2 separate regions of the Zea mays genome follow, and region 1 is linked to region 2. The links are chromatin contacts, called in public Hi-C maps. All regions are on one chromosome and are shown on one strand. The core of a region is the stretch at or near the end of the contact, and the rest is flanking DNA. Distances in the headings are between cores, read along the strand shown. Region 1 holds the start of LOC100216613. Region 2 holds the start of LOC100281453 (zinc finger homeodomain protein 1).

The links. Hi-C and Micro-C count contacts between places; a contact is called where the count stands out from the background.
Region 1: a contact with region 2 is called in a Hi-C map of ear, with 3 times the contacts expected there. The contact joins the promoter of LOC100216613 here to the promoter of LOC100281453 in region 2. A contact is called at or near these places in 5 of 25 Hi-C or Micro-C datasets (bundle sheath, ear, endosperm and 2 more).

Annotation. Positions count from the first base shown.
Region 1 is chr4:165,502,831-165,506,862 of Zm-B73-REFERENCE-NAM-5.0, reverse strand. It overlaps LOC100216613, which reads right to left and starts at 2,037. Exons shown (of 1, transcript NM_001143026.1): 1 at 1,143-2,037. The coding sequence starts at 1,945. The coding sequence ends at 1,379. It overlaps LOC100283256, which reads left to right. Exons shown (of 4, transcript NM_001156158.2): 4 at 1,004-1,359. The coding sequence ends at 1,112.
Region 2 is chr4:165,285,361-165,289,195 of Zm-B73-REFERENCE-NAM-5.0, reverse strand. It overlaps LOC100281453 (zinc finger homeodomain protein 1), which reads left to right and starts at 1,591. Exons shown (of 1, transcript NM_001154371.2): 1 at 1,591-3,509. The coding sequence starts at 1,993. The coding sequence ends at 3,333.

The DNA.
Region 1 (4,032 bases), core at 788-3,287, 220 kb before region 2:
AAGAGGCAAGACTAATTATATAGACTGATTCGTTACTTTTATCCTGTTTGAAGGTGCATTTGGGATCTAATTTCGTTTTGTCATGTGCATTTGAGATCTAATTTCGTTTTGTCATGCATGACTTCTTCGCAACTCTTTTGTCAGTCAATGTTTTATTTACCTAGGTGGTGGTGTCACATAGTGTTTAGTCACTATGAACTATATGATCGCAACTCTTTTGTCAGTCAATGTTTTATTTACCTAGGTGGTGGTGTCACATAGTGTTTAGTCACTATGAACTATATGATGGAAACTGTGTAGAGTAGGCATAATTTTGTGCAATGTGGGAGTTTTATCTTCAAGAACATGAACTATTTTCAAGTGTCTTTTGTACGCTATAATGTGCTTTTTTATTTGTTAAATGGGAAATTCAATACCAAAGTTTGTTGGCATAGGGGTGTTTAAAGGCGATGACTAATATGCAAGCATGTACTAGGTGCAAGCGTGCAAATAGATATTCTACTTTGTTAGATCTAGATCCAACGATATATCATATTTAACACTTCAACTCTTCCACCACCACCTGATATATATTTATAAAAAAACCTTAACAATCCACAATTATATTTACCGTTGGATTTAGATCTAATGTACAAAAAAGTCTACTTACATGTTTGCATATTAGTCGTTGCACTAGAACTAATAGTTAATTGACTAAAAAAATTGTTGGTAAAAATATCTAGCTAACTATTAATTAATTTGCTAAAAGTAGCTAATAGCTGAATTGTTAGCTAGACTGTTGGATGACTTCAGCAAATTTTAGCAGCTAACTATTAGCTTTAGTGCATTCAAACATACTATAGTCTACCATAGTCTATTCATCTAGTATCTGGATGGTACTAGTAGATTATCGAGACTACGCAAAAGTTTTTTTTTGTCGCTGCATTCTATTTACGGAATTAATTTCAGTAAGAAAAATGTACATGGAATTTACATGCACCGAGTCTGAATGGACTCCATGTAGGGTTTTCGTGGGCACGGTGAGCGAGTTCTGCGTTAAGCATGCCGAATGCCCCGTCATCACCATAAAACGGAACGCTACCGAAGCTCCTCAGGACCCTGTCGACGATTGATGCTTCCAAGCCAAGCCATGCCATGTCACTGGAGAATGAGATGTTCTTCTTCACTGCTTTTATAATGGGTTGATGTACAAAATACGATATGGAAGTGGTGCCTGGAACTAGTTCGCGGAGGGTTCCAACTCTTGCACACTGCGCCCCCAAAAACTAGAGTTGAAGATGTAAAACGCCGTCGTCCGCCGAGGGACGACGAGAGATTGTACGTGATACATCGATCGAGTCTCGTGAACCTAAAAAGCTGCCGCTACATTATTGTTCGCTCATGTGCCAGGCTTCGCTGGAACGAACGCCCCGCCCCTTATTTGCCCCTGCCCGTCCACAGCCACAGCCACAGCTTGAGCAGGGTACCTGAAGCCCGCGTAGTCCTTTGGCACGGCGTAGCCTTTGGGAACGCCGACGAGCTGGGGCTGTTGCTGATGCTTAAGCTGACGCCCCTTGTTGCTGCCAGCAAGCTTGCCGTCGCTCTTCCACGCCGGAGGCTTCCCCGGCGCGAACTTGATCTCGAAGCCGTCGTCGATGTCGTGGATCGTGGCGCGGGAGCTCGCCACGGGCTTCATCGCCGGGCACTTGATCTCGAATCCGCCGCCCTTCTCCAGGTCGCCTCCGACGGAGTCGGAGGCGTAGGAGTCCTGGTCGGCGGCGTACCTCTTCCTGGAGAGCCGGCGCCCGCACAGCCTGCCGGCGACGCAGGCGGCCACGGCGAGGAAGGAGATCGCCGCGAGCACGGCGAAGACCGGGCCGAACGAGCCCTTGGCGGTCGTGGAAGGCGCCCGCGCGCGCAGGACGGCGTTGGAGGACGCGGGGTAGTAGACCGTGGGGTCAGGCATATCCTTGGTTCTCGGCGCTCTCTCAAGCTGCTAGCTGCTGATATATGCCACCACCACGCTCTCCCTCGAAGAAAATGGTTCGGCCGTTTGGGTGTCGCACTCTTGGGCACCGAGGGGAGTGCTGGTCGTTTTATGATGGGGAGCTGAAGGCGCCGGTTTGAACCGAGCGATTACTTTGCGATTTTGTTTTTCATCACGAGCCGACTCTCACTCAGCTCAGCTGCTGTCATGGCATGATGATGCCCGCTGCCGCCCCATCCTCCCTCTCCCTCGTCGGGCCGCGAGAAAGGCTGGCGCTTTGGGATCCCTTTGGAGCAGTTCAATGCGAGCTTGGAATAACGTCTCGGCACGTCTGCACTCTGCTGCAGCAGCCGCCTGGCCTCTCTCTCTCTCTCACTCACTCACCCCCGTGTCCCCCTGTGGCCTACTACGTGCTGTTGCTTTTGCTTTTGGACGTTGCATCGGATCAAAGCAACCGCTGCGGCAAGGCAACAGCCAGCAGGCACTCGGGCAGAGGGAAGGAAGGGCCCGGCCCGGGCGCCGATCGTTTTGGTCTCGATTGTTAGTATTCCCCGTCGGCTTTAGCAGATTGTGGGGCGCCGGCGAATGAGCGCCCCCACTTGAGTGGTCATCACCTTTCTTGGGCATGCCGACGCCATTGCTTCCTCCAGCTCCAGGCCCCTTGGTCGAATTCCCTTGAGGTGAGTTGACCGGGACACTGACATCCTAGCCTGTTCATTCATTCAATCCGTACGCGGTATGCCTACGGGCATTGTTCTTTCCATAATCCTGTGTTCTGTGTTCGCGCCCACCTGAATCCGGTTTTAGATGATGAACTTGCGAGCACGATTATTAGGTCTTGGAGAATGGACACTATTTCAAACTTCACTCAGTAAATAATGTTAAATAATGTCATATACAGTTCTCCTATATTTTACACTATCCACCGGAGAAATTCTAAGTTCCATCATATAAGTTCACCCCCACATGAACTCGGGCACGATCATTATCCTAAACATATAGGGACGTTAGACGTGAAACCGGTCATGATGCATTTGAGACGTGATGCCAGTACCACCACCACTCTATCGATGGGGGCTTTGCAAGTATTACTTCAAAAAAAAATGTAACCACACATGTGTCGCTCAAAAGAATTAGGTTACGTTCGGTTGTACAGAAATAAACTCGAAATCGTTTAAGAGCGATCAAAACTTATATAAATTAGAGAAGTAAATTGGTTAGAATTTGTTTCATGTCTCTATTCTGAAAAAAACAAACGGCCCCTTAAAATTGATCATAGACCCATTTTCTAGGATATTTACATCCCTTATTTTTTTAACGGTTTTCTAATTAAAAGAGACAACTAAAACTACATAATCTATACTACCTATTAAGGCTGCAAGAGGTAGGCTGCCTCCCCTGGTTCTGCCCTCGGTGAATCTACACCGTCCAATCGCTTCTGTAAATCTACACCGTCCGCCCCTGCTTACGCCCACGTTCGTCATCGTCTCTACGCCCACGTTCGTCCCCCGCCTCCCCCTCTCCCACCCCGCGTGAGCCGCCGCCCCTGCTCCCCCTGTTCGCACCCGCCGCCCCTGCTCCCCCTGTCCCGTGCTGCGGTGACAGGATCCGAGAACACCCCTGCGGACACGTCCAGGATTCAAGGCCTCCCCCTCCCTTCCCCTGCCCTCACTCGTACGCCGCCGCCCCCTCCACCGTCGTCGTGCGAGAGGGAGGAGGGACCTCTGGATCTCCGTGGGGCGTGGAGGAGTGGGACGACGCACGCGGAGGCAGCCCCGGTCGGGTGCTGCTGTATCCGTCCAGGATCGGGGGAATTCCAGGAGGCAGGTGAGCATTGCGTCGCGGTTCTTCTTCGTCTCCCTAGCGACGACAACACTACTGTTTTGCGCCTGGATTCGAGTGGATTGGGTTGGATCGGGTTAGTCATTACTCATCAGTCGAGTCCGGTTCTAGACTGAGGTTGTTCGTTCGTTCGTTCCGTGGACGGGCTTCGCGGCCGAGCAGGTCGGGTCTCAGGCGAGCGCAGCATCGGCGAACCCCGATTCCTCGAACAGAAACTAGGCGTG
Region 2 (3,835 bases), core at 342-2,841:
GCTGACAGCCCCCCTCTAGCAAAGGCCGGCGGCCGGGACGCAGAGGCAGAGTGTCATACTGTCATCATGCATGCATGCATGCATGTATGTGTGAGCACTTGTTGGCAGCGGGGAAGACAGCTGTGTGGTGCACTGCTTGCATGCATGCCAAATTGCAGTAGTAGTATGTGTGTGTGTGTGTGTGTGTGTGTGAAACACTGACTGACACCAGTACACACGCCGGCTCGATCGCCAACCGCGCGCCTTTCCCCCCTTGCTGGCGACGACTAGGCATCTGAAGCGAAACAAACGGACAGTAAATTAGAGGAAGAAAATAAAGACAAGCTAGTAGAAAGAGAGATGGAAACTGCAACGCCGCCCAGGCACTCAGGCAGTGAGGGCTGAGGAGACGAGGTGTGGAAGTGGAACTTGAAAGCGAAGCCGTGGAAGGAAGAAGAGGGCCGGGGATGGAAGCATGACAGAGGGCATCGATGGTATGTATGGTAGTGGCAGACCGTGGCACACCCAAATGACGACGGTGTTCGCCAAAGGGACCCCAGCGTCCTCAATTCCCAAAGCTGTGTCCGGCATCCGATGACCGTTCTGCCCCTAGCTAGCTAGGCGTTGTTGTTGGTGCGTGAAACCCCCCATGTACGACAGGTAGGCTATAGACCCCCCTAGCTAGCTACTGGTGGCTTCGTGCTTTGGGAATATGGTAGGAGATACTATAGCTTGGATTTTAGGGTGCCCTGGCGGCCTGCTCGTACGGCAGGTCGTCGTCGATGGTTCAAGAAAATTTAAATGGGGAGATCTTTACTGCTACACCCCTGAAAGAACGAACCCACATGTCAAGCAACTGCAGTAATGCGAGCTTACCTATCCTTTATCTCGTCACATTTCTTATTTCAGACTTCACTGCAGTAAGGTCTGCTAGCAATGCAAGTGTGGATTTTGAGGTCAGTTGCTTGATCAGGTGAAGGTTTTGAAAAAAAAAAACAGGGACACTGTCATATTTTTACCATACGTACAGTACAGGGCGCCGGTACTGGTACTAGCAGCTGATGAGTTCAGAGGGGAGCGCGTAAATGCAGCAGGAGGTGCGAGGCAGTACGTAGGAGACACGCATGGATGTACTTGGAGTAAATACCACACAGCTGCACTTATTGCGGGTGTGGTGAGTAGGTCACTGCCACCCGGCACAACTTGTAAACAGGAGCCCGGCCAGTTGAGTGCAATTAAGCAAAACTACTGTACTGTTCGCTGCTTCGGATCATAGTCAGTTTTTCGAACTATTACTACTACAGATACAATCTATATAGATACAATCTATAGAGAAAACGGTACGGTTCAAAGCCAAACCTAGAACAGAGAGTGACAATGAGGAGGAGAGGTGGTGGTAGCAGGCCGGCCGGTAGGCCATAGTGCAGGTGTGGGAGGGGGTGAAACATGGCCCTGTCGGTCGGTGGGCATGGCCTTCTCCTCCGTCACTCTCACCATTGGCCTTGGCCTTGTGGGGGAGTGGTAGACTACCTATAGACTCATTCAAACACACACCCAATAACCCAAGCCAAGACAAGGCTGCCTAGGCAGTAGGCACTCGCTCGGTTTCTCTCCAGCCCGTGTCACCACCACCTCCTCTTCCCCTTCCTCTCTCTCTCTCTCTCCCGCTGCTGCTGCTGTTCCCTTCTTCCTCCCTGGCCTCGGTCCCTTCAGGGTGCATCTGCATGCATAGATGGATGATGGACGGAAAAGATGGATTTGTTTGCCCTCTAGCTAGCTCTCCATGCCAAAACATTCCCCACTTTGTGCCAAAACTGTTGTTGCGGTTGGTATGGTTTAGTGCATTTTTACCACTCTCTTGTAATGATCTAGCTTAATTAGCTCTACCAAGCAATACAATCGCCACCACACCACCGTCTCCTCCTCCCATCCCCCAAGAAACCCTTTTCCTAGCTCTAAAAAAAGAGCCCACCAAACCCTGCGAGCCCCCAACCAAGCTCGGTAGCCGAAGCCATGGAGTACAAGAGATCATCGCATGTGGAGGATGAAGACGAGGATGAGCTGGAGGAGGAGGAGGAAGAAGACGAGGAAGAGGAGGAGGACGAGGATGAGGAGGCCAGAAGCCATCGCTACACCACGGCGGCGGCGGCACCCTTAGGCACTCCACAGCAGCAGGAGGTGCAAGCCCAAGCTCTTGGGCTCGGCTCGCACGCCTCCCTGATGGACTCCGCCGCCTTCTCGAGGCCGCTCTTGCCTCCCAACTCATCTCTGGTGACGCAGCCACCGCTGCCTCCACCAGGCTTCCTGCCGGCTCACCGCCAGCCGCCGCAGCTCCATCCGAGGAAAGCGGAGAGGGAGAGGGAGAGGGACAGAGCCGCGGGAGCGCAGCAGCCCCAGCTCCGGCGCCACCAAGAACCAGTGAGGAATAATAATGGCGTTCTCGGCGGCGGCGGTGGCGCCGCGCCCCCATCGGCGGCCTCTTCTACGTTCGGCCTCGCGTCCGTGCGGCCCGTGGTGGAGGCACCCCAGTGGCGGTACCGTGAGTGCCTGCGCAACCACGCGGCGCGGCTTGGCGCGCACGTGCTCGACGGCTGCTGCGAGTTCATGCCGTCCGGGAGCGACGGGGCCGCCGCGCTGGCCTGCGCCGCCTGCGGCTGCCACCGCAGCTTCCACCGACGCGAGGCGATCCCCGGCGGCGTTGCCGCCGCGGCGGCGGTGGTATCGCCCTCGGCGGTGCCGGTGGTGACCCCCACAGCCCGCGCCAGCGCCAACTCGTCCCGTGTCATGCCGCTGCTCATGGCCCCGCCGCACATGCATACGCGCCCGCCGCACGTCCCGGCGTCCCCGGCGTCCGCGCCCGCCGCGCTGACCGAGTCGTCGAGCGAGGAGCTGCGAGGCCACGCGCCCGCGCACCCGGCCGCGCCGCCGCCGCCGCCGCCACACGCGCAGGTGGTGGCCCTAGCGGGGTCGGCTTCCGCTCCCCCGGCGCCGAGCAAGAAGCGTTTCCGGACCAAGTTCACGGCGGAGCAGAAGGACCGCATGCGCGAGTTCGCGCACCGCGTCGGCTGGCGCATCCACAAGCCCGACGCCGACGCCGTGGACGTCTTCTGCGCCCAGGTCGGCGTCTCCCGGCGCGTCCTCAAGGTGTGGATGCACAACAACAAGCACCTCGCCAAGGTCCCGCCCTCGCCCCCATCCTCCCAGGCCCAGGCCCAGGCCCAGCCCCCGCCGCCGCCGCAGCAGCATCGCCACCACAACCACCACCCACCTCCACCTCCGCCGCACCACATCCACCATCACCACCACCCGCCGCCGCCGCCGCAGCAGGAGCAGCAGCATGATATGCATGAGTGAGTACCGAGTAGTCGCAGAGTAATGCGGGAGGATCAGACGATGTCATTAGCTTATTAGCTCCTTTCTTTATCCTTCTTCCTCCCTTGTAATTTCAGTGACATCCCGGTTGTTAAGAAGTTGACTCATCATGCAGCAGAAGTTAGGAGGGATTAATATGATTATGTGACCTAATCTCATCTAGTCATCTCATCCATCCATACTTCTACTTCCAGTCTTCCGTCGTCCTCTCGTTGCTTTCTTGGATAAACCTTTACCTCCATTATTAGGTTACTGCTAGCGTCAATGGCGCTTGCTTTGACATCCATTACACCTCTTTCTTGTGGTAATAATGTTCAATGTGTTAGTTTTAGGGCTCTCTCTCTCCCTCCTGCTGTCCTCTATCTCATTCGGAGATGGTGCACGCGCAGCTTGGGTATGTGGAGTGTCGTACCAGTGCTGCTGCAACCCTGCTCCCTGCATTGCCATTGCATTGCTTGATGCAACGCTCTCTTGGGCGCCCTCC